6 separate regions of the Mus musculus genome follow, and regions 2, 3, 4, 5 and 6 are each linked to region 1. The links are chromatin contacts, called in public HiChIP or PLAC-seq and promoter capture Hi-C maps. All regions are on one chromosome and are shown on one strand. The core of a region is the stretch at or near the end of the contact, and the rest is flanking DNA. Distances in the headings are between cores, read along the strand shown. Region 1 holds the start of Nsun7 (NOL1/NOP2/Sun domain family, member 7). Region 2 holds the start of 9130230L23Rik (RIKEN cDNA 9130230L23 gene). Region 3 overlaps Apbb2 (amyloid beta (A4) precursor protein-binding, family B, member 2). Region 4 overlaps Rbm47 (RNA binding motif protein 47). Region 5 overlaps Rbm47 (RNA binding motif protein 47). Region 6 overlaps Rbm47 (RNA binding motif protein 47).

Evidence for each region. Promoter capture Hi-C pulls out the DNA fragments that hold promoters and counts their contacts. HiChIP or PLAC-seq counts read pairs in DNA pulled down with a chosen protein or histone mark. Capture Hi-C pulls out chosen DNA fragments and counts their contacts.
Region 2: a promoter capture Hi-C map of adipose tissue shows a contact between it and region 1. The contact joins the promoter of 9130230L23Rik here to the promoter of Nsun7 in region 1. A contact is called at or near these places in 11 of 39 promoter capture datasets (the 3T3-L1 cell line, the C10 cell line, the HPC-7 cell line and 5 more), 2 of 15 datasets of contacts at CTCF or cohesin (large pre-B cells and pro-B cells), 7 of 484 Hi-C or Micro-C datasets (bone marrow-derived macrophages, brown adipocytes, embryonic stem cells and 3 more), 4 of 115 datasets of contacts at active chromatin or transcription factors (bone marrow-derived macrophages, effector CD8 T cells, embryonic stem cells and 1 more) and 4 of 9 other capture datasets (adipose tissue, bone marrow-derived macrophages, liver and 1 more).
Region 3: a contact with region 1 is called in a FOXA1 HiChIP or PLAC-seq map of pancreatic cancer cells. The contact joins the enhancer-like site here to the promoter of Nsun7 in region 1. A contact is called at or near these places in 2 of 39 promoter capture datasets (the 3T3-L1 cell line and stem cell-derived epiblast-like cells), 1 of 484 Hi-C or Micro-C datasets (nephron progenitors) and 2 of 115 datasets of contacts at active chromatin or transcription factors (microglia and pancreatic cancer cells).
Region 4: a promoter capture Hi-C map of trophoblast stem cells shows a contact between it and region 1, with 3 times the contacts expected there. The contact joins the enhancer-like site here to the promoter of Nsun7 in region 1. A contact is called at or near these places in 10 of 39 promoter capture datasets (the 3T3-L1 cell line, 3T3-L1-derived adipocytes, embryonic stem cells and 6 more), 1 of 15 datasets of contacts at CTCF or cohesin (the NIH/3T3 cell line), 1 of 484 Hi-C or Micro-C datasets (bone marrow-derived macrophages) and 2 of 115 datasets of contacts at active chromatin or transcription factors (bone marrow-derived macrophages and craniofacial prominence).
Region 5: a FOXA1 HiChIP or PLAC-seq map of pancreatic cancer cells shows a contact between it and region 1. The contact joins the enhancer-like site here to the promoter of Nsun7 in region 1. A contact is called at or near these places in 6 of 39 promoter capture datasets (the 3T3-L1 cell line, the C10 cell line, HPC-7-derived erythroid cells and 2 more), 2 of 15 datasets of contacts at CTCF or cohesin (large pre-B cells and pro-B cells), 5 of 484 Hi-C or Micro-C datasets (bone marrow-derived macrophages, embryonic stem cells, group 2 innate lymphoid cells and 1 more), 9 of 115 datasets of contacts at active chromatin or transcription factors (CD8 T cells, bone marrow-derived macrophages, embryonic stem cells and 4 more) and 3 of 9 other capture datasets (adipose tissue, liver and pancreatic islet).
Region 6: an H3K27ac HiChIP or PLAC-seq map of microglia shows a contact between it and region 1, with 5 times the contacts expected there. The contact joins the enhancer-like site here to the promoter of Nsun7 in region 1. A contact is called at or near these places in 3 of 39 promoter capture datasets (3T3-L1-derived adipocytes, liver and stem cell-derived epiblast-like cells), 1 of 15 datasets of contacts at CTCF or cohesin (large pre-B cells), 5 of 484 Hi-C or Micro-C datasets (embryonic stem cells, liver, megakaryocyte progenitors and 1 more), 2 of 115 datasets of contacts at active chromatin or transcription factors (embryonic stem cells and microglia) and 1 of 9 other capture datasets (liver).

What each region holds. Positions count from the first base shown.
Region 1 is chr5:66,257,970-66,261,741 of GRCm38.p6, reverse strand. Nsun7 (NOL1/NOP2/Sun domain family, member 7) reads right to left here and starts at 1,844. Exons shown (of 13, transcript NM_001302833.1): 1 at 1,421-1,844; 2 at 498-901. The coding sequence starts at 813.
Region 2 is chr5:66,002,355-66,006,126 of GRCm38.p6, reverse strand. 9130230L23Rik (RIKEN cDNA 9130230L23 gene) reads left to right here and starts at 1,842. Exons shown (of 7, transcript NR_027961.1): 1 at 1,842-1,917.
Region 3 is chr5:66,496,194-66,499,965 of GRCm38.p6, reverse strand. All of the region lies in intron 2 of Apbb2 (amyloid beta (A4) precursor protein-binding, family B, member 2), which reads left to right. Among named protein-coding and RNA genes, the nearest start is that of Gm52775, 5.4 kb to the left of the region's middle. Within about 2 kb of position 1,970, at least 47 of the 459 cell types and tissues checked have an H3K27ac peak or open chromatin away from gene starts, as enhancers often do. A contact at or near this core is called in pancreatic cancer cells, where this site is marked.
Region 4 is chr5:66,032,809-66,036,580 of GRCm38.p6, reverse strand. The region is part of intron 4 of Rbm47 (RNA binding motif protein 47); the gene reads left to right. Among named protein-coding and RNA genes, the nearest start is that of Gm40310, 24 kb to the right of the region's middle. Within about 2 kb of position 2,065, at least 30 of the 459 cell types and tissues checked have an H3K27ac peak or open chromatin away from gene starts, as enhancers often do. A contact at or near this core is called in trophoblast stem cells, where this site is marked.
Region 5 is chr5:66,052,708-66,056,479 of GRCm38.p6, reverse strand. The region is part of intron 3 of Rbm47 (RNA binding motif protein 47); the gene reads left to right. Among named protein-coding and RNA genes, the nearest start is that of Gm40310, 44 kb to the right of the region's middle. Within about 2 kb of position 1,854, at least 36 of the 459 cell types and tissues checked have an H3K27ac peak or open chromatin away from gene starts, as enhancers often do. A contact at or near this core is called in intestinal crypt epithelium, liver, pancreatic cancer cells and 1 more, where this site is marked.
Region 6 is chr5:66,126,102-66,129,873 of GRCm38.p6, reverse strand. The region is part of intron 2 of Rbm47 (RNA binding motif protein 47); the gene reads left to right. Among named protein-coding and RNA genes, the nearest start is that of Gm26725, 23 kb to the left of the region's middle. Within about 2 kb of position 1,718, at least 12 of the 459 cell types and tissues checked have an H3K27ac peak or open chromatin away from gene starts, as enhancers often do. A contact at or near this core is called in microglia, where this site is marked.

The DNA of each region.
Region 1 (3,772 bases), core at 595-3,094:
AGCTACATAGAGGGAGAGGGGATGAGCAAGGGAAGCGCCCCCTCTTCCCATTCATGGACTTGTTCCCTGGTTTCTTTGCTGTTTGTTCTTTTCTTTTTCTTTTTGAGAAGGGCCTGGCTCTATAGCCCATCCTGGCTTGGAACTCCAAATCCTCAAGGCTCAGCCGCTGGGAGTACAGGCCTATACAACCATGTCGGCTCCTGCTCTTTTTAACGACCCCACTATACCTATCTAAGGGCAAATGCAGTCGAATTCTCTAGTCCCCCTTAGGACGCCTTCATTTTTAGACTGTTGTGATACACATATGTTTGAGGAGCTAGGCTGCATTCCATTAATTCCCACTCCCACCCTCCACCCTACCCCCAACCCCCCACCCCCGCCTCCTGAAACAGAATCTCACTTTGTGGCCCAGGTTGGCCTTGTACTACGTATAAGCCACCGTGCCTGGCTTTTCCATTTTCTTTTAGCGCTGCTCTTTAGGAACTGCTATTACTTACACTTCAGGGTACTGAAAGCCAACTCATAGGACAAGCGCTGGAAAGATTCATCCTCGGAGCGGGAGGAGGAGGGCTGCAGGGGTTCACTTCCGTAATTTATTATGACTTTGTCTGGCGACCTTTGGATCCGAATACCCTGAAAAATGTTCGCTGCCGTAACGTACACGGAGTCTGGGTAGCTGGGTTTTTCTAGGACGACGGTTGAAGAGTTTGTATTGGCGACTACATCCCCCGACATCTCCAGGGAAGCGAGTTGGGAGATCTCCTCCATGTTTTCTTGGTCAAAAAGGTCCCTTTCACTCGTTGGGTCCAGCATGTTTGCCCCTGATGTCAATAACTCAAGCTTCAAGTTCAAATCATGTGGTCCAGGGAGATCTCTATCCTTGTAGTCTTAAGCATCGTCTCTGAGAAAAGAGAAGGTTATCTTAGTAAATCTCTGTATCTACAGCACCTATCTTAATTCTCTCTCTCTCTCTCTCTCTCTCTCTCTCTCTCTCTCTCTCTCTCTCTCTCTCTCTCTCTCTCTCTCTCTCTCTCTTTTCGAGACAGGGTTTCTCTTTGTAGCCCTGGCTGTCCTGGAACTCACTCTGTAGCCCAGGCTGGCCTTGAACTCAGAAATCTGCCTGCCTCTGCCTCCTAAGTGCTTGGATTAAAGGCATGCGCCACCACCGCCTGGCTTGATGTCCCCTTTTTTTGTGACCTTAGAGACATGACATGTACTAGCCCATCGGAACATCCCATACTTCCAACTGCAATGAAAACTTGCACAGGGGGTGGGGGGAGGGGGGGAGACAGCTGGAGAACCTCACCACCACAACCACCAGCATCACCACCACCAGCACCCTTTGTCACAGCCCATTAAGGACAGACCCACTAGGTCCCCCTAAGCATCCCGGCATCCCAGGGAGTAAAGGTCCTATCACCTTCTCCGCGAATCCGCCCTTCTCTGGGGTTGGGATGTTTTCCGGGGCTCTGGGGCTGAAGACGCGGCAGCCTCTGCACTTGGGGCGATGGAGGAGGTAACAGGCCCTCGGGAGCCCCGGGAAGCCGCGGCCCGCGGAGGCCGTTTGGTTTAAGTGCAGCCACACCACCCACCGGGTTCGGCCGGGGGAAAGCGCTCGGCGCCCGCGCCAGCTACGTCCAGGGTCCCTGAGGGAGACGCTGCCTCCTCGGGGCTCGCCCTCGCGCTCCGGGGACACTGCTCAGGCCGAGCTCTCGGCTCTCTCCGGGTCCCTGAAAGAAAGCGGAGCTCTGGGTCCCTAAGGGGACACTTCTCGTGACCGTCCCGGAGCTCGTGAGGCAGCCCTAGTGGGTAAGGCAGCAAGGAGCAAGGAGCTGGGTCCACACTGAACCCTGGATGCGGAAATCGGGTCCCTCAGGGTGCCCGGATCTCCATGGCAACGGGAGGGGGCGGGGGAAGGGCTCTGCGCCAGGCTTTCCCAGTGGGAACTGGTAGGGGTGACTCTTCACCAGTTTCTTGTACTCCTGTGGGCAGTTGGCAGCCGTTCAGCCCCACTTGGAAGCTCAGGCCAGGGTTCCTGAGCATTCTGGCTTGGTCTCCTTCTTTAAACACTTAGAGATTGAAGTAGGTGAAGTAGTTCCGGCGGTTTAACTCTCAGGCACCTGAAGCCCGTTAAAATGGAGATGGCTGGACCCATCATCAGGGATTCTGAGTCTAGGCATGAGACTCAAAAATTCGCTTTTCTTTTCTTTTCTTTTCTTTTCTTTTCTTTTCTTTTCTTTTCTTTTCTTTTCTTTTCTTTTCTTTTCCTTTCTTTTCTTTTCCTTTCTTTTCTCTTCTTTTCTTTTCCTCTTCTCTTCTCTCTCTCTCTCTCTCTCTCTCTCTCTCTCTCTCTCTCTCTCTCTCTCTCTTTAAATTTTGTAATCCCTGTATCCCTGTGCAATTAGCCCAAAGGCCATGGTATGGAGGACTCATGCATCTGCTAGCAGTATCTTACCAACTCAGTAAATCTTTGAGAAAGGCAAGGTTTCTGGTAGGTGGCCCCTGTTGCTCATCCCGAGTCCACTTGTAGGCAGAAGGGGGAGGAAGACAACATGCCCATGCCTTCCAAGGACAGGGCTGGAAAGATGCACACATCATTTTGCTTGGTTTCCACTCCAGAATTAGTCACAGAACATGCTTAATAACAAAGGCTGGGGAATGCATCCAACTAAAACTCAAGGGAATTCCTGTAAGCTGGGTGTGGGGGGGGGGGGATTCATAATGACAGAAAGGCGTTGTCCTGTTATATGCATACCTCTTCCCCCTGATTTGAGCAAGTGTTTATTAAATCTTACTTTCTGTTTGCCATTGTGTTCAGAACTGAAAGCAGAAACCAAACAGGACCAGGGACCTGCCATCACAACTGTGACAGTTGGGGAACTCAGATCTTGGCAGCCTTCATTTTTTCATTATTGATATCTGTGTACATACCTATATCTGTGTACATACCTATATTGATTGACCTTCTCTATTCTTTCCAGATATAAAACACACACTCTAAAATAGTTCTGCTAGACCTTTTTTTTCCTCCATTTTTAATTAGGTATTTACTTCATTTACATTTCAAATGCTATCCTGAAAGTCCCCTATACCCTACTCCCAACCCCCACCGCCACGGCCCCCACCCCCACCCCGCTCCCCTACTCACTCACTCCCACTTCTTGGCCCTGGTGTTTCCCCTGTACTGGGGATATAAAGTTTGCAATACCAAGGGGCCTCTCTTCCCAATGATGGCCAACTAGGCCATCTTCTGCTACATATGCAGCTAGAGACACGAGCTCTGGGAGTACTGATTAGTTCATATTGTTGTTTCACCTATAGGGTTGCAGATCCCTTTAGCTCCTTGGGTACTTTCTCTAGCTCCTCCATTGAAGGCCCTGTGTTCCATCCAATAGCTGACTGTGAGCATCCACTTCTATGTTTGCCAGGGATTGGCTTAGCCTCACAAGAGACAGCTATATCAGGGTCCCTTCAGCAAAATCTTGCTGGCATATGCAATAGTGTCTGTGTTTGGTGGCTGATTATGGGATGGACCCCCAGGTGGGGCAGTGTCTGGATGGTCCATCCTTTCGTCTCAGCTCCAAACTTTGACTCTGTAACTCCTTCCATGGGTGTTTTGTTCCCAATTCTAAGAAGGGGCAAATTGTCCACACTTTGCTCTTCTTTCTTCTTGAGTTTCATGTGTTTTGCAAGTTGTATCTTGGGTATTCTAAGTTTCTGGGCTAAAATCCACTTATCAGTGAGTGCATATCATGTGAGTTCTTTTGTGATT
Region 2 (3,772 bases), core at 593-3,092, 260 kb after region 1:
CTCCTCTTCTTCCTCCTCCTCCTCCTCCTCCTCCTCCTCCTCCTTCTTCTTCTTCTTCTACTTCTTCTTCTTCTCACTCTGTAGACCAGGCTGGCCTCAAACTCATAAATCCGCCTGCCTCTGCCTCTGCCTCTGCCTCTGCCTCCCAAATGCTGAGATTAAAGGTGTGTGCCACCATTGCTCGAGTTCTTCTGCATTTCTTAATTTCTATGCTGCAATGTGTCCTCATGACTGACCCCAGGTTTCCCAAATATCTTCTCTGACTGAGTGTAGAGCTAAGACATGTGCAATGGCCCATCACAGAACAGAACTTCTACCAAACAGATGAAAATGACCTTAGTTATTTAATTATATAAATCATGGTGGTGAATTTTAAGTATTTATTACATTATTTTAAATGTATTTCTACTACCTTGCCTTGTCTGTCCTGGAACAGAAGAACCCTGAACTTCTAAGTCCTGTGTCCTCACCCCCCCCCCCACCTCACCTACAGCACCAAAGCTGGAACCGTGACCTCAGTCTTTCCGAGTTGGGAGGGGAGGGGTGGTTGGGAATTAACCAATGTCCCACAGGTATGGCCTTTGTTTGAGAACAGGATGCAAATAAGTTTCACTTCTATGCTTTGCATGGGCTGAACTCCTCGGGGCTGCGGGGCTGCGGAAGGAGGAACAGTCTCCGGACAAACCGAGGAACAGGGAAATGAGCCTTACTTTGTGTGACACCTTGCCTGGCTTCCCACTCCCATTCTCCTCAGTTTGCTTGGAAACTTGACGATTTGACATTTAAAGGTCAACTGGGTTACCTAAAGGGAGAACAGGTTTCCTGTGAAAGCCACTCAGGAATCAGCTTATCAGGTAGCCTCTGGGGCAGGGAGTGGTCTGCAGAAAAGAACATTTAATGGGACAAAGGGAAGGAGGACCTAGCAACAGTTTTGCGGTGAAGCCTTGGGTTGGTGGACGCTGGGAAGAGGAAAAGACAGACGCGGCAGGCGGTAGGAAGAGGGGCGGAGGAACGTGACCCCGTTCAATCCTATTCATCAGAGCTCTGTTGCTCTGATTTTACACAGTTTTGTGAGGAAGTTCACCTCCTCACTCTTCTGTGTCCTCCACAGCGAAATGCCAGGGATAAAGTGAATGAGGAAGTAAAGCCCAGTGCCTGGCACCTGATCCAACCTCAACATTTCCCAGCCCCCCTCGTAGAGGCCTGTGGGGCCCAGGTGTTGTTCCCATCCCCTCCCCTACTCCCACCCCCACCCCACACTTCGCTTCGCCCCGCCCCCGCCCCCAGTATATTGGTCACTCACTTAGGGAACACCAATTGTCAAGTGCCAATCCTGTTTTAGATAGTCTGGTATGCTCACAACTCTTGTGATGTAGGCTCATACAGGTAGCTAAGAGTATGTTGGAAACCTGGCTTCCTGCTTAGCTAGGGGAGACCTGGGCTAGTCACCCGGCTTCCACTTCTTGTCTATGAATCACCATACCTAGCCTGCAAGATTGTTGCGGGGAGAAGCATTGCTTAATTATTTAGTAGCTGAGTAAGTTGCAGGTATTAAACAGGTCTGTGCGACCTTGGGCAGACCACTCCACTCTCTCTGGGTCTTGGTTTCCTCCTTTGTGTATCTTGGGACGGAAGATCTCAGAGGCGGCCGGTTCTAGCCTTCTGTTATTCTATGACAAACAAGATTGTCTGCCTCACTCTGTCCCTGCCTAGCTACACAGAGATTAGACTGTTTGCTTTTGCAACGCTCAGATAGCAAAGACCTTTGACAGCTGAGAAGGCTCCTTCATTCCCTCCCCTTGAACCCAGTTCAAAGCTGTAGGACAAGGGGCACCAGGATTAGAAAAGAAGGCAGAGCACCAGGTGGCAAGATCTGGGTGTGGCGAAAACTGCCTAGAGGGATAGAAGCCATCTAAGGTGAGGACTTACAGGGAGGACGATGGTTGCTTGAGGCCCGGAGATTCTAGTCCCAAACTGGTAGGGCTTGGGGAGATTTCACACACGCCCACGGGGGCACGCGTGCACACACACACACACATACACACACACACGCACACACCAGTTTCAGAAGACAACTTTTTTTTCCTGAATACTGGCTGGATGAGGCAAAAGCTTTTTCTTAAAAAGGAAAGAGGCACTGTAAATGGTTTTTCTAAAGTAAGAGATGGGAGGTTATAGACAACGCTTAGGACTCCTGGCTTAGAGGTAATGAAGGGATAGACTGAAGGCTGATGGGAATAATTCTCCATGCTGTCCTGAGGTCCGTAACTCAGTAATGGCATGCAGGCTGAACACTCTGAGTGTAGTACACTAGACCTTGGCTGAAAGTGGGAAGATTCTCTCTCACCTGTCCCTGGGGAAGATTGGAAGCACTGGCGGCGATTCATCTACAGAATTCCTTGTTCTTTTCCTTCCCTCCCCTCCCCTCCCCTCCCCTCCCCTCCCTTCCCTTCCCTTTCCTTTCCTTTCCTTTCCTTTTCCTTTTTTTTTTTTTTTTTTTTTTTTTTTTTTTTTTTTTTTTTGAGGCAGGGTCTTAGTGTGCTGCTCAGGCTGTCCTGGAACTCACTATGTACACCAGGCTGACCCTGAATCCAATCAGAGCCACCTGCCTCTGCCTCACAAGTGCTGTATTAAAGACAAGCACCATCATACGTGGCTCCAGACCATCCTAGGTCAATGAGACTATACATAAGATTTGTTTGTGTTTGTTTGTTTGTTTGTTTGTTTGAATGGAAAATTTGGAACTGTGTGTAAGGGCTCGTTTTCCATGATGTGTGGTGGTTTTGTTTGTTTGTTTGGTCTTTTTGTTTTGTTTTATTTTTTGTTTTTCCTTTACTTATTTGAGCACACCCTTGTTTTCCCACTGTAATTTTTTTTTATTGTCAGTCAAGGCCAAGGTGCTGCTCTGCAGTTGAGAGAACTCGCTCATTAAGAAGGGTCTGAGCCAGCCGGGCGTGGTGGCGCACGCCTTTAATCCCAGCACTCGGGAGGCAGAGGCAGGCGGATTTCTGAGTTCGAGGCCAGCCTGGTCTACAAAGTGAGCTCCAGGACAGCCAGGGCTATACAGAGAAACCCTGTCTCGAAAAACCAAAAAACCCAAAAAAAAAAAAAAAAAGGGTCTGAGGCCCCAAGCTTTTAAATTCATGAGCTTTGGGTTCTCTTCCTAGCCAGAGTGTCTCTGCTAAATGACCAACCTCCTGGCATTTCCCCATATAGCTTGCCCATTATCAAGATTGCATTTCTTCATTTACCCAAGCTCTAATGTGTGCCAGCAATTCCACGTCTCTCCTTTAGCAAATGTAGTGTTCAAGTTGTTATTTTCCTCTGAAACCTTGCTTTTAGTGTAAAAAAGCTGAATACTAGCTTACTCTTAGTGCTTGTCATCAACCACTGTGATCCCTTTAACAGATTGGTCATCTAGCCAATACAGGGAAAAGACACACACACATATACATATACACACATACAAACACATATGCACACAAACACACACATGCACATACCCAATACACATACACAGACATACACATATATACACACATACATAGACGTGCACATATATACACACATACATATACACACATACACACACATACATATACACACATACATGTATATATACATACACATACACACATATATACAACACACATACATACACATGCACACATATACACACACATATATACATACATACACATGCACACATATACACACATACACACACATATACACATACATACACATGCACACATACACACATACATAAACA
Region 3 (3,772 bases), core at 721-3,220, 240 kb before region 1:
ACGGACACATGATTTCTTTCTTTGGCCTTTGGATCAAGATGTAGAACTCTCAGCTCCTTCTCCAGCACCATGTCTGCTTGCATGCTGCCATGTTTTCTGCCGAGACGACAGTGGGCTAAACCTCTAAAACTGTAGGCCAGCCCCAATGAAATAGTTTCCTTTATTGCTGTGGTCATGGTGTCTCTTCACAGCGATGAGACCCTAATGAAGACATAACGCCCCCAAACAAAACGAAGCAACATAGCACAAAACAATAAACCCTGCTACGGCTGGCAGAGGAGCAGTCCTCAACAGGCAAGAAGGAAATCAGGTTCAACATGGCTTAGTTAGCCAGTGCTGGGCACTCTAAAGTCTGATCCAAGCAGTTGATTTTTGACACTTAAGCACACACAGTATGACTTAAGAAAAATGTTTCCTTATGACAATTATTAAGGCGTGACTACATTTTGCAAAGCATGACCTCCTACTTAAGAGTGGGTTCTATTGACTGGGAAATAGTGCCTAGGATAAGGGTCTAGAGGGGGGTCTGGAATAAACCTAATAGCAGACTCCTTTGCAAAGTGCATAGGACCTCATTAATGGGTTCTATTGGGTTCTATTGACTGAGAAACAGTGCTCAGGAGTCCAGGTGAAACATGGCTCTACAGATAGCCGAAGGTCACCAGGTTATTGATCACACCCACTTCCAACCTTCTGGGCTGAAACAGGTGTGAATCCCTTCCTTTGAAGAGAAAAGCCTGTGAGTTTAAGGGCCCTGATTTCTCTAGTCCTGTCCTTGAGTAGGAGCACCCTGTGCCCTCTGCATAAGGCATATGATAAGGTTTCACACACTGCTAGGTAGTAGACGGGTTCTGTAATAGTTATTGCAAGGAGTATACTGATAAAGAGGAAAAGCCCATGAAGATTCTATAAAGAAAGAAGAAAGAAGTTCAGCTACATGCAAAAGAAGAAACATAGACAGGAAAACATAATAGGGAATAAAATCTCAAATCTGGAAGTAGTATAATACTTGTATTTCTGTTTGAGTAGTTAAGGACATTTTATTTATCAGCCAAGAAGCAGTGTTTACCAAAAAAGTATTTGACACAGGCCAGCCTAGACTACATGAGACCTTGTCTCATATACTAATATTATAATCATTATTGTTAATGTTTTGAGAAAGTACCTTGTAAGGTAGTGGGAATCACCCGGACTTGTATCATGGTGGCTTATGTACTCTGTTTCTATTTAAAAGTTTCGTTCATGTTTTTTCTCTCTCTAGAGCCTTTTGTCTTGTTCTCACCAAGCTTTGTAGAGAAGGTATCTTGAGGCCATTTTACAGACATAGTTTCAAAGGCTAAGTGACACCCCCTGCCCCCAACCTCTCACTGAAACAGAGACAAAGCCTTCCCTTCTCCAAGTTTCTAGAATGTTCCTGCATTTCCAGAGACAGCTCCCAGGAGAACCACTATTTCTATTGTTTTTGGAATTTTTTTTGCTTGCTAAATTTCTCAAGAAGTCTTGTAGAAGAACAGGGGTCACTTAACAAGCAACATCAAAGGGTCTGTGTTAGACTTGCCTGTATTTGTACTCTGTGACTTCAAATGCTTAAGGACCAATACTGGAATTTTCTGAGAACTAATAAATAAACGAAGAAGGCATCTCAACAGCCTGTGTGCTCAGTCAGCCTAGCACACTTCAGACCTTCTGTGTAGCCTGGTATGTTAAGCTTTGTTCTCTTATACTCCAGTACTCTGGCTTTTTAAAACCATTGCTGAGTTGAAGAAAAGGGGAGGTAGATGCTGTAGCTGCCATGTAGCTCTCTGGAGTGAGAGGGGAGACAACTGACAAATAAGGCAACAGAACAACCACAGACAGACAGACAGACAGACCTTGAGCCAGAGGACAAAAGCTGCGCACACCCCATAGGTTCTGAGGACCTTGCCAGGTCACCTAGCCCAGGTCCAGCAGCACACACGTGAGTGAAGTCAGCCCCTCTCTCTGTGATCTTGGCTCCAGGCCTGCCTGGGTCAGTAACTTGCATTTATCTCTGGTTCTGTGTAGTCCATTTGTAGCTGGTATTGGAGCTTCAGCAAGCGTCTGACTGTCAGTTTGTCCTGCGTGCCTCGTGGCGGAAGAAACCCAGCACCTGCCTGGTCACGGCAGACTTGCTCCCCACCCCCTCCCACCCCCACCCCCACCTCCGTGCGCCTGTGCTCATGTTCCAACACAGCAAAATAATTAGTGGTGTCACCGACATTCGTGAGTGCCCAAACAATGATTAATCATACTTTGAATTCTCTGGGAGAAACATTAGTGCTCTGTGGTTGAAATTAAACCCATTTAGTGCTGAGGCAGGTAATCCTTCAGTTATTGTGAGAATCTTGGCCATTCTCAGTGACTTCTGGAGATTTTTTAAAAAGCAGAAGTCTTACCATGTCATAACGGGCAATGGTGTGTTGAGAATTAATGAGTCACGGAACATGTTATTTTTGAAGAGCGCAAGCCACCTTCTTGCGAGTTTGCACCACTGTTCCTCTGACAAAAATGATGCATCAGGCAAAGCTAGTTTTACAAATTTTATTTCCAAATTCATCTTTAAGGTCAGTAGCCCCAAATACTTACACTGGAATACTATCTGGAAATAGTTAACTGAGGAGCAGTGGCAGCCAGGACTGTTGACATAAAGTATTTACTTTGAAGAGAATTCTTAGCATTTTTGCCCCACATCAGCACAACAAGAATTTGTAGGGGGTTTGGGGGGGGGAGGAACATTAATGTATTTGTCAAGGATTAATGACCTGCTGGAACATTTGTGGTGGGGAATATGTTATGGGTAGTGTCATAAATACAGTAATTAAAAAGCTGCACAGTAAACACTTTGGACTGGCTGGTAGATTCCTTTCCTCCTCTGGCTTGCATCCGAGTGAGTAGTGTGTTTATTCTGCCCCCTTGCCTTCTTGAGTGAAAGGGGAATGGCTGGCTCCGAGGTCTGTTTCAGTGCTGCTAGTGCGCTCTGAGGCCAAGGGCAAGCCAGGCGTGTGCAAGGTACTCTACACCTGAGCACTGGAGAAAAGTGTGTGTGTGTGTGTGTGTGTGTGTGTGTGTGTGTGTGTTGTGTATTGTTACCAACATAGTGGAATTAGACTGTGTATTAGTCAGAGTTCTCTAGAGTTACAGAACTTATACAGTAAGAGAATTTGTTGATGACTTACAGTCTGCAGTTCAACTCCCAGCAATGGTCAGCAGCAGCTGTGAATTAAAGTCCAGGGATCTAGCAGTTGCTCAGTCCCAACAAGGCAAGCAGTCAAAGGAGAGAGTAAATCTTCCTTCTTCTAGTGTCCTTATGTAGTCTCCAGCAGAAGGTGTAGCCCAGATTAAAGGTGTGGGCCACCATGCCTTTAATCCCAGATGACCTTGAAAGCAGAGATCTTCCTGTCTTTATCTTCTGGGATTCATAGCCACTATGCCTCAAGATCTCCATGACAAGATAGACCCAGAAACTTCTATCTCCCAGCCTCCAGATTGGGATCACTGGTGAGAATTGGAAGCAATTCTGGATTGTAGTTCATTCCAGCTTTAGTCAAGTTGACAACCAGGAATAGCCACTACAGACTGGAAGGATCAAACTACTTTCTCACAGTCAAGGAAAACAACAACAACATCACAAAGACAAAAATAAAACCCGGTCACATACATAGTGCTACTAAGCCACCCCTCAGGTTTGTAAGCTCAGTTACTGAGGTCCTCTCCAGATGAATACTACAGTGATCTGTGCGATGTGTGAGAAGTG
Region 4 (3,772 bases), core at 816-3,315, 230 kb after region 1:
AGTGCCTGGGAAAAGAGCCTCTTGGCTTTGCTTCTGTTTATCAAACAGAGCCATGCATTGAGTGATGTTCTTTGCCACAACAGACTGTGTTAAGAGCATCAACATAACCTGGCCCTCCTATGGGGAGCTGTTCCTTAGTCGGGGGCTTCTAAAGGTAGAGGCTAGGACTTCGTGATCTCCTGTCTCTTTAAGACTTTGCTTACAGCAAGGAGACTCACAGAAGGCAGTTAGTGTAGACGGGTGAGGGGTGCAGGGTGAGCCAGAGCTCCCATCCCCTGCTTATTGTTTGGGGCCCCTAGGTGAATTCCTGGTCCTATAGCCTGACTTCCAGTGGGAACCCTCTTATTCTTTCAGTCTTGGGATGGACGGACTGACAGACCTGCCCTGGTGCCAGAGCTCCAAGAGTGGGAGCAGCCTTCCTGATGTTTATTTGAGTGGGTGGTGGTGACTTGGTACTGGACAAAAAGCTAAATGCCACATGTTAAAAACCCTCTGCCGAGGCTAATCTTTCTCTCCTGGTTTCTTCCTGATTTGTGGTGAGCTCTTTCTTCACACAGAGTATCTCCATCACCCATGAGGTTTTCACCACCTTTGTGACAAAGCTCTCCCTAAAATGTGAATTCTGGCCTTAAATCAACCCCCCTTTTCCTCTTTCCTTTCCCTTCCAAACCCATCATCCCCGACCCCACAACACTCTATCTCTGTCATCAGAATTAACTTGGAGCTCTTAACAGTTTTTCTTCCTCAGCCTCTTGAGTGCTGAGTTTATAAGCATGAACCACTTAAGGCAGCTTAAGTAACATTCTTTAAAACAACAATAGCAGTTGCTAATCTTTCTAGCATATTGTGAGTCAGGTGTCTTCAAGTGTCAATGAATCCTCTCAGGTAGCAGCTGCTGACTAAACCAATTTAGTGATGTGTGTGGGAATGAAAGTCAGAGCTCATGGGACAGGGTTAGAAAGTGGCACACATGAGATTTGAACTCACAGAAAGGACACTTTCATTGTTTGGACTCTCCTCCACCTTTTCCTCTTCCTCTTCCTCTTCCTCTTCTTCTTCTTCTTCTTCTTCTTCTTCTTCTTCTTCTTCTCTCTCTCTCTCTCTCTCTCTCTCTCTCTCTCACACACACACACACACACACACACACACACACTTCAGAACTATGAACCAAAGTTAACTGACAATCCAAGTAATTCTAGAATAAACTCATACTTGCCTTTGATAAAGACTGGTTTTTGAACACTAGAAATAGTTCTTAAGTATAGTGGCAACCTTTGCTGAACCAATTAAAAGCTAAAAATCTGAGTGAAAGATACTCTGAACCTTACTAAAACCCTAACTCAAATCTGAGAGTTTGTGATGTAAGCTTACCTTGTAAGTACAAATGTAACCTAGAACAAAAATTCTACCAGAATCCAGAATAGCGATAGCTTTTTTTTTTGAAAGTATATTTTCATACAGTAGCATATGCCAAGCTGAACAAATGAGTCCCTTCAAATACCCTGCTGTGCTCACTTTGATGCTGGCTGCCCTCCGTGAGGAGGAAAGCGTATTCAGCATGCACAAAGAGAGCATGTACTGGGTGGGTCCTGCCTCCCCAGGAATCTGGCATCCACCGGGATGCTTGGACCATTTGCAGCTCGTGTGGCAAGTCTCTTCAGGTTCTTTCTGGAACAGCCTCTGCAAAGTGCTCTAGCCAAGGCTTAGGTGAGAATCAGACTTATACTTGGATGCCTGAGCCACAGCACCAGAGAAGTCAGCCAGCTTACCTGTGACACGCACCCGGGAGGCTGACACACCAGTCTCCACCAGAACTCACCGGCTAGGCGTCTGTGCTGACTGGTTTAAAGCTGACCCTGGCCCTGGGAACCTTTTGCTTGCTTTCCTGTAAACACAAGAATCTTGCTCAGGGCCAGGATTCTTGCCTCGAGCTCACGTTCAAGTTTCTTATAGTGACATTCCCTGATCCCTTATTTGGAGGTTTTGCCCCAGGAGCCCGTCACATATCATTTCCCCTAATCCTCCCCCTATGAGGAGGATCATTTGCTGCAGCTGTGGTGTGAACTCTGAGTCAGGCTGACACTGCGACTCATTCCCAGAGCTTCTACCTCATTGCTCCATGCCTGTTTCTTTCTCTGTAAGGTAGAGACCCTAATGATACCCCTTCCCCATGGTATCCATCCATGGGGATACACAGAGCACAGCGCTGCCTTTTACATAACAGTCTCTACGGATGAGTCTGTGAAGCTTTGAAGAGTTTACAGGGTCCCCCTCGTGGTTCACCACTGGAGGACTCAAGATCACCCTTGCTCTCTCCGACTCCATCTGTTTCGTGTGCTCTGAAATCTGAAGTACTCTGACGGCTCCCCTGAACTGGAGAAGTCTATGCTATGTGTCTGGATGCTTGTTGCACTCATAGCCAGTCCACACCTCTACCTTAAACAAGGATCTTGACATTCAGTATTTGGCATCTGTCTCAGACACTTCCCTGCACAGCATGCTGCCGTGTGTTCCTGCCCTTGCCCTTCTAAAGAGAATATTCTAGGCCAGTCTAGAAGGCACAAGCCTCTTCCTTGCTCGCCCTCCTGGGAGCTGAGGTTGCAGCTGTGTGCTGCCACACCCAGTCCAAGGCTAATTTTTAATCCCTTTGTTTGTTTGTTTGTTTGTTTGTTTGTTTGTTTTTTGACTTGTATTTTGACTTGGTTTCTCCTTGTATCCCTCCCTGGCTGTCCTCCCTGTAGACCAGGCTGGCCTTAGACTCTGACTGCCTCTGCCTCCCTAGGGCTGGGATTAAAGTCATGCCCCAGCACCACCTGGCTAATCTCAGGGCCTTGCACTAGCTGGACAAATATTCCACCACTGAACTACAGTCTTAAAGGCCAGCCTGGAACCTGATACATTGCTAAGCATGACCTCAAACCCCTGATCTTCCGTATCTCCTAAAAGCTGGAGTGTCTCCTAAAAGCTGGAGTGATCAGCCTGTGATGTCACACCAGGCCTTCAAGGTTCATTTTATGTCTGTTTGTTTGCTTATTTATTAGTCTCGTGTGTGTGTGTGTGTGTGTGTGTGTGTGTGAGTGAATGTGACTGTGTGTCTGTGTGAGTAGATATACACATATACACATAGGCCAGATGAAGAGGTAGGCTTCCTTGGAACCGGAGTTATAAATGTTTACAGGATACCCAGCTCGTGTGGATGTTTGTTGGGTCTCAACTCTAGCTCACATGACTGTGCAACAAGCACCCTTAACCACTGAGCCATTTCTCTAGCTCCCTGGGGCTAGTATTTTTTTTTCTTCCCTATCACAAGGCCATTTCTTTTCCTTTTTTAAATATAATTTTTAATTAAAATATAATTACACCATTTCCCCCTCTTGCCTTTTCTCCTTCTAATCCCTCCCAGGTATCCAGCCCTCCTGGTTCTCCCCCAAATTCAGGACTAATTATTAAATTCTGAGGTGGCTGGGCATTGACCTTGAGGACTGTGATCTTATTAGAAACAAATTGTTAAGAAGTCAAGCTTGACCCTTTGGAAGCAGTTCCTGGTCAGTAGGCAGGCATGTAAAGAGCTTAGACTTCAACTTCCTTGTGTCTCAGCATAATTCAGCTAGCTGGGAGGTGAGCGCCACAAGGCCTACCTGCAGCTAACATGGGGATGCACAGGGTTAGCTTACTCAGAAACTATTGGGTGGGTGGGGGATAGATGGGTGAATGGTAGATAGATGATAGATGGATGGATGGGTAGAAGAATGAAAACGTCCTCTGTCTCTCA
Region 5 (3,772 bases), core at 605-3,104, 210 kb after region 1:
TGTGCATTACCACGCCCACCCCTCTAGCTTAAAATATATAATTTTTAAAATACTGGCTTACACACTATGGATTCTTTAGTTTTGCTTCAATTAGCCTAAGAGTTTGGTTTCATGTAATATTTAACAATTTACAATCTTAGATTTTTTTTTTATTTCTAGTCTTTATTAAGTCACTAATATTTCTCAGTATTGATCATTTTATTTAGAAGCAATAAAACCTTCCTTTATAAAATATGGATAGAAGACTGGAAACACATTTGCCCCTCTGGTCTTTTGACAGTCTAAAAAATCATATAATTCAGTGACGTGAACCAAGGGAAAACACAGTGTTGTTTGTTGGTATTTTGGGATACACCCTTGTGTGCCTCAGGCTGGCCTTGAACTGGCTACGTAGTTAAAGATGACCTTGAACTCCTAGCCAGCACTGGGATTGCCGAGGTGCATCAGCAAACCTGGCTTCCCTATTCCCATCTTGGGGTTCAACCCAGGGCTTGAACATAGTAGGCACACACACAACCACTGCTCTGTGCCCCAGCCTGAAATGTTACGTTAGGAGGCTGGCAGGTTTTCATTTCTCTTTAGGCTTTGAAGCTTACTTTCACACTCATTCAGAGAGTATTGGGTATCACATGGTGTGAAGACTCTCTCTCTCTCTCTCTCTCTCTCTCTCTCTCTCTCTCACACACACACACACACACACACAAACCTCAATTTCTCTCCCCCCTCCCCCCGATTTCCTAACTCTTACTTGCAGAGCCATCTTGGCTGAGGGTCTGCCTCAGGTGAGAGATGGAGTGTGTTTACCCCAAAGTGCTATGGATCTTCCTTGTCTTTAGTACCATGATGCTCGTTTTACCAAACTCTCTGCCTGTGCCGCCCACTGCTTGTCCCAGCTTCTAACAGGTGAATCTATTTCAGCTTCAAATGAATAAACATGCTCACATGGGATTTTTGCCTATTTTTATCATATTTATAAATTTGGTTTTTGGGGAGCTGGAAACGGCTCGGCGGTTAAGAGCACTGACTGCTCTTCCAGAGGTCCTGAGTTCAATTCCCAGCAACCACATAGTGACTCACAGCCATCTGTAATGGGAATCCAATGCCCTCTTCTGGTGTGTTTGAGGATAGCTACAGTGTATTTACAGTATACATAAAAATAAATAAATCTTTTTAAAATTTTTGGGTTTTGGTAGTGTTTGGATGAGAGTGTGCCCAGTAATTCAAGTTACCTAGCCTAGATATGACACAAGGGGAAAGTAACATTTTCTAAAAATTCAGTATTTCCAAGAAATTGTGGCAACACCATACTTTTCTTTAAGACTTTTGAGGCAGTTTTACTAGGTATGTTATACTGGCCTTGTGACTGTTGTTGAACCTCCAAGTGCAATCTCCCATATTCTGGGATTAGAACTGTCACCCTTTCTAATAATTCACAGTGTGTAATGATGTCTCACAGTGTCACTTTTTAGTATTTTCTATTTGCCAGAAGACTTTGGGCTCACTTAAATGTGTTTATTTAACCCCCACAACATCTCACATGAAGTAGGAATTACTACATTTCTTATTTATATTAAGCAGTGGTTCAATAGCAGTGGGCACCCACATGATTCTCTGAGATGATTGGTAAGAAAATCATTCATTTAATTTTAGCCACGATTAAAATATTTCTGTCAAATTTCCTTTCTATGCAATGCAGTGTCTTCTTGGGGCTTCCCCAGTCATCTATTAGAATAGGTTTTGCACTAAAATCTTTGTAAGGCTACAAAGCATTTCCCCAGGACAGCTATGGCCCCTCCCTGCTTTCTGAGCCACGCCTTCAAATTCATTCCAGGTGTCCTTAGCAAATGACTCCCAAGGCTCAAAGCCATTGGCCAATGCCGAGCCAGGAGCCACGTAGGGCAGAGTCACGCTGTTCCTGGGGTTAGGGGCAAAGGTTGCTGAAGCCAAGCCGGGCTGTGGTCGCAATTAGCCTGCACATCCAGATCGAAGCCTGGAAAGGTAGGGAAATCTTATTTATTCTTATTTATCCTCATTGAGGTGTGGAGAATGGTTGTGTTTGGTTAAGGCATTAAGCGTCGGTCCATCTGTTTTGGTTTTTTGTTTTAATTAAAAGTGGTGTATACGTCTATAAGTTCTTGAGAATTTTAAACACTTCTCTACTTACCTTGCCTCCTGTTCTCTAGTGATGGGTGGGCTTTTTTTTTAAAGATGTTGCTTAGTCTTACAGCTTTCCACTGCGCTTACTTAAAAAATTCTTACATTTAAGCGATACAGTATAAGCAAGGATTTGTCGATGGTGTCGCAAAAGCAGTCTTTAGAGGAGAAAATGTGATAACTAAAATAAGTTAGGAATCAGCAGTCTGATGATACGTGAAACTGGAGCCTTGGTATTTCCTCTTGGGTACTCTACTTTGAGACATTCTTTTTCAAACCGACGATAGTTTTAAGAAATGGATCTAACCACAGGCACTATGCTCTTGACTATAACTATAATACTTTTTAGGACAACTTTCCACGCTCTGTTCTAATATTAACCACAACAACCAGAAAGCAGAGTGTCTTTCTCACCTATCTACTTAAAAATGAAGCGATTTGCATAGCAGTAGAAGCTGAACATCAAGCGGAGCATCTCTCTGTCTTAGGAGCCCTCCTCCATCATGGTGGGAGATGGCTGCCATCAGTCAGTGTGGGCACAGAGCGTTAGACGCGTCTGTCTGTCAGTCCATGCGTCGTCAGCCTGTAGTGTCAGCCGGCTCTCACAGCTACTCACCTGAGCATTCTCTTGTCAGTGTCAAAGGTAAACGTGCCTGTAATGTCTGTAACTAGTTTGCTGCTTTGTTCCGAAAATGGCTCAGCATGGGTTTGTATTCTGTAACAGAATAGACTGGACATTTATTTAAGGGCTGAGAGATGGTAGTGTTGGATAAAAATATTACATCAAAAGCATTTAGTATTTGGTATTTTTATCTGATTTGTAAAGAGAATGTTACTGTGGTTATCACCGGATATTAAGGGTGTATGCGCGCTTATGTGGTGTGTGTGTGTGCGTGTGTGTGTGTATGTGTGTGTGTGTGCGTGTGTGTGTGTGTGCCACAGTGTACTGTATAGGTCTGAGGACAACTTGTGTGGAGTTGGTTCTCTCCGGCCTTTACCTGGCTGTGGGGATCCAGCCAGGTTGTCAGGGTGGCCCAGTGAGCGCTTTACTGACTAAGCCTTCTTTCCGGCACCCTTGCCCTCTTCTTAGTTTTCATCCTGAAATATCCTGCTTTTACTAGATGTGTCCAAACTGTCTTTTTTTCTTCCTGAAGCTCGCTCTCAATGGCACCTTCAATGACTGGTCTCTCGATCTGCGGATTGTGCTTTCGGGCGGAGCAACGGCCACGGTGTTAACTATTTACCTGGCCTGGGAGAATAATTACTAACCACCATCTCGATGTTTCTCAACTCCAAGCTGAGGTTCAAAGGTTCACATGAACCTTGCGGATCAGAGGTCAGACTCAAATTGCTGCAATTTGTTGCTGAATTCTGCCGATATGACAGAAATTCACAGCTATGAGGATTGCTGGATCCACTCCTGCACACAGACCAGGCGGGGCAGTTAATACTGTCATTTGTACAAGTCAGCCTTTGGCACCCAAGTTTAATAAGTAACCAGCTGGTGCCTTAGGTTTCACTGGTACAAGGTGCACGTTATAAAAAGGGTCAGATGTCACTGGGCAAAGATGAAGGCAGTGAGGAGTGGCCATCTCATGGCTACCACCCATGAACTAAC
Region 6 (3,772 bases), core at 469-2,968, 130 kb after region 1:
TCAACTTCTATTGCCCACATGGCGGCTCACAACCAGCTTTAATTTCAGTCTTGGGGATAGGGCGCCTTCTTCTTGCCTTCAAGGGCACTGTGTTTACATGATGCACAGGCATACATGCAGAGATAGCTATATACATAAAAATTTTTAAAAAATTTAGCCAGGCTATGGCCGCTCATGCCTTTAATCCCAGCGCTTGGGAGGCAGAGGCAAGTGAATCTCTGAGTTCAAGGCCAGCCTCAGCTACGGATCAAGCTCCAGGAAGCCCAGGTTATACAGAAACCCTATCTCTAATAACAAAAATGAAAAAATATATAACTATATCATTTCCCTCTTCCATTTCCTCCCTTTAATCCCTCCCATATTACCCTTGCTCCCTTTCAAAACCATAGCCCTTCTTTCTCTTTTTATGAACTTAAAAAATGATTTATTTCTTTTTATTTTATCTGTACTGGTGTTTTACCTACATGTATGTCTGTGTGAGGGTGTCAGATTCCTTGGAAGTGGAGTGACAGGCAGTTGTGAGCCACTGTGTGGGTACTGGGACTTGAACCCGAGTCCTCTGGAGGACCAGCTAGTATTCTTAACCACTGAGCCATCTCTCCAGCCTCTTTTAAATTGTTATTATTAATGTGTGTGTGACTATGCATGTGAAGTGGATATGATGACTATATAAATACAACTTGCTGGGCTCATTTTGTGTCCTTGTGCGCATGTATGATCTCAGGGCTGGTCACTGGGTATTGGGTAACTTGGTGACAGGCTCATTCTCTCAGTATTCCTTGGTTACCTTTAGTTCTTTGTTAAGGGATGGGGCTCCATGAGATCACCCCCTTCCATCTTAGCTTGTCTTTGGTGTTCTGCTTTTTCAGGTCTCAGTTAGGCAGCTGTGTTGTTGAGGCACCACGGGTGAAGGTTTCCTGTTATTTCTAGGAGGTACAGTTTCACAGCAGATTTTGTGTTGCTCTGGCTCTCACAATCCTTCTACCCACCCCCACCCCCCCTCTTCTGCATTGTTCCCCAAGCCTTAGGTACAGGAGTTGTGTTGTACACTGGGGCTGGGTGCCTCACTATTATTTTTTTTTCTCTGTGCATTGATTGGTTGTGGTTTTTCTGTAATGGTTTCTGCCTGTTGCAAAGAAAAATTTCTTTGAGGGACAAGAACTACACTTACGTGTGCATAAGCATATGCATTTAGAGTGCAGCTAGGATTTATGTTTGTTTTGTTATGTGGCCTCAGTAGAATCTCCAACATCCATGATCTCTGCAGCCCCAGGATGTGGGCTAGGTTTCCAGGACCAGGAACGATTTCCGTCCTGTTAAGTAGATCTTAAGTCCAATCAGAGAGCTAATTGTTGGTGGTCACCAAAATGTGAGTGCCACTATTGCACTCCTACGGTTAATGTGCCATGCTGGGTGCCATGACTCAGACGGTTCAGCTGGGTAGGATATTGGTGGTTCGCTTCCCTTGGAAGCTTGGTACCATAGTACCAGAAGGTGCTATGAAGTTAGTTGAGGGTTCACTCTTATCTTCACTCTCTAGATGAAGAAATTAAAGTTAAATTTTCATTAGTTAAGGTAATATCTAATTAAAACAAATTCCTCCAAGTCTTGTCATTTGGGGTAACTCAAGGTCTCATTGTGTTGGAATTGGGGATTGAGAGCTGTAGAAGGAGGCTGTCACTTCAGGCAGAGAACCCCAGAGGAAGCTTTGTAGCTTAGTATGCCCAGTTGCTAACCAATACACAAGCCAGTGAAGCTCTCTTAGCATGTGAATTCAACACTTTGTTCCTTTTCTTTTATTTCTTGCTTCCCTTTTTTCTTTTCTTAGACCATTAAGGGTCTTAAGGACAGATTAGGTGACCACATTTAAGTTAACAAACGGAGAATGCTGCCGTTGATTCTTGATTAAGATGTGGCTGAAAGTGCTTCGGGCTGCTGTCAGCTCTGGGTAAGCCCCAGCTTTCCTGAATGGCTGAGGAGTCAGAGGGCATGTTTTGCAGTTGGACGGGACCATAGGGGATTTCTGATTTGACATTTCATCCAGGGCAGACAAGCCTCTCCAGCATTTGTGATAGCAAACCTGGTACCTGTGTGCGTAGCTCCCTGACACTGCTATTCTAATGACTTTATTTTACAGAGTGCAACTAGACACAGGAAAGTTAAATAGTTTTCCCTAAAACAAACTTCCAATTAGATCTACAGACCCAGTTTCTGGGGCTACTTATTTATTTATAAACAGGATCTCAGTATGTAGCCTTCTCTGGCCTGAAACTCTCTATGTAGACAAGATCTGCCTCCGTCTCCCAAGTGCTGAGGTTAAAGGCTTGTGCTCCATTCCCCTTTAAGAAGTAGGATCTTGCTTTGTAGTCCAGACTAGCCTTGAACTCATGATCTTCCTGACCAATCTTCCAAATGCTGGGATTACAGACATGCCACCATCATGCCTGGCTAGGATTTTCTTTATAGCTTTCATCTGTGGAGCCTAGTTCTGCCCTCGAGGATAATATCACAGACCTTTTTGGGGGGATGAAAGCCACCCTTCTAGGGAGGAAAAGGGTTGTATTGGTTTAGTTTCCTGAATGATGCTGGGGCTCCAGTGATCAGTGATGGTTAGTATCGAGAAGCCACCTCTTAGGTAGAATGGACAACCACAGTCTGTTGTCTCTTGATGTGGTCTCTCCACAGTGTCTTCCCTGTAAGGTAGATAAACTTTATTTATTTTTTTCTTTTAAGGTTGGTTGTGTAGGCACAGCCCTTTTAATTTCAACAATTGGGAGGCAGTGGGCAGTAGATCTCTGTGAGTTTCAGGCTGGCTTGGTCTTACATAGTGAGTTCTAGTGCAGTCGGGGCTAAAGAAACCCTGTCTCAAACAACTGGAAAAAAATAAGATAGAAAGGAAGAAACAAGGAAAGAAAGAAGGGAGGAAGGTGAAGGGAAGGGAAGGGAAGAGAGAAAGGGAAGGGAAGGGGAGGGAAGGGAAGGGAAGGGAAAGGAAGGGAAGGGGAGGGGAGGGAAGGGAAGGGAAGGGAAGGGAAGGGAAGGGAAGGGAAGGGAAGGGAAGGGAAGGGAAGGGAAGGGAAGGGAAGGGAAGGGAAGGGAAGGGAGAGTAGATGAGTGTCACTTCCAGGTCAAAGCAGTCACAGACCACCTAGTTCATCAGAGCGTCTATAGGAGGAACAGCAGGATTGGACACACACTAAGGGTCAAATTAAACATGTCTTTGCTAAACTCACTTTCCTAGATTGTAATAATTTTGTCCTTTAAAGTCCTCTTAGTGAACTATTTTGGGGCATTTGGACTTTTAGAGCTTTCTTTAAAAAAAAAAAAACCCAAACCAACAGCAACAAAACTTCATCCGATGATAATCACCATTTTCATCCGCGTGACTCACTTGCAGAAGGATGGTGAATCCATTTTCCAAGATGGGCGTCATTTTCCACTGTGTACTAGGGTCTCCTAAATTAGGCAAGTGCTCTACTACTGAGTGAACATCTCCAGGCTTTTCAAAGTTGGTTTGGGATAGGGTCTGGATAAGCGCCTTTAAGCTCACTGGCCTCTCAACTCAGCCTCCCATAGCCAGGTAGCTGAGCTACGGTGAGCTTCACAGTGGCCTTGCTGTTTTGTTTTCTCATTAGACATTGTGCTAGTGCAGCTGTAGCTTAGATAAGAGGAGAGGACAGAGTGGAGGGTGACATCACATGCCCTTACTCCCAGCACTCCAGAGACAGAGGCAGGGGGATTTTGTGAGTTTTGGTTTACCTAAGTCCCAGGC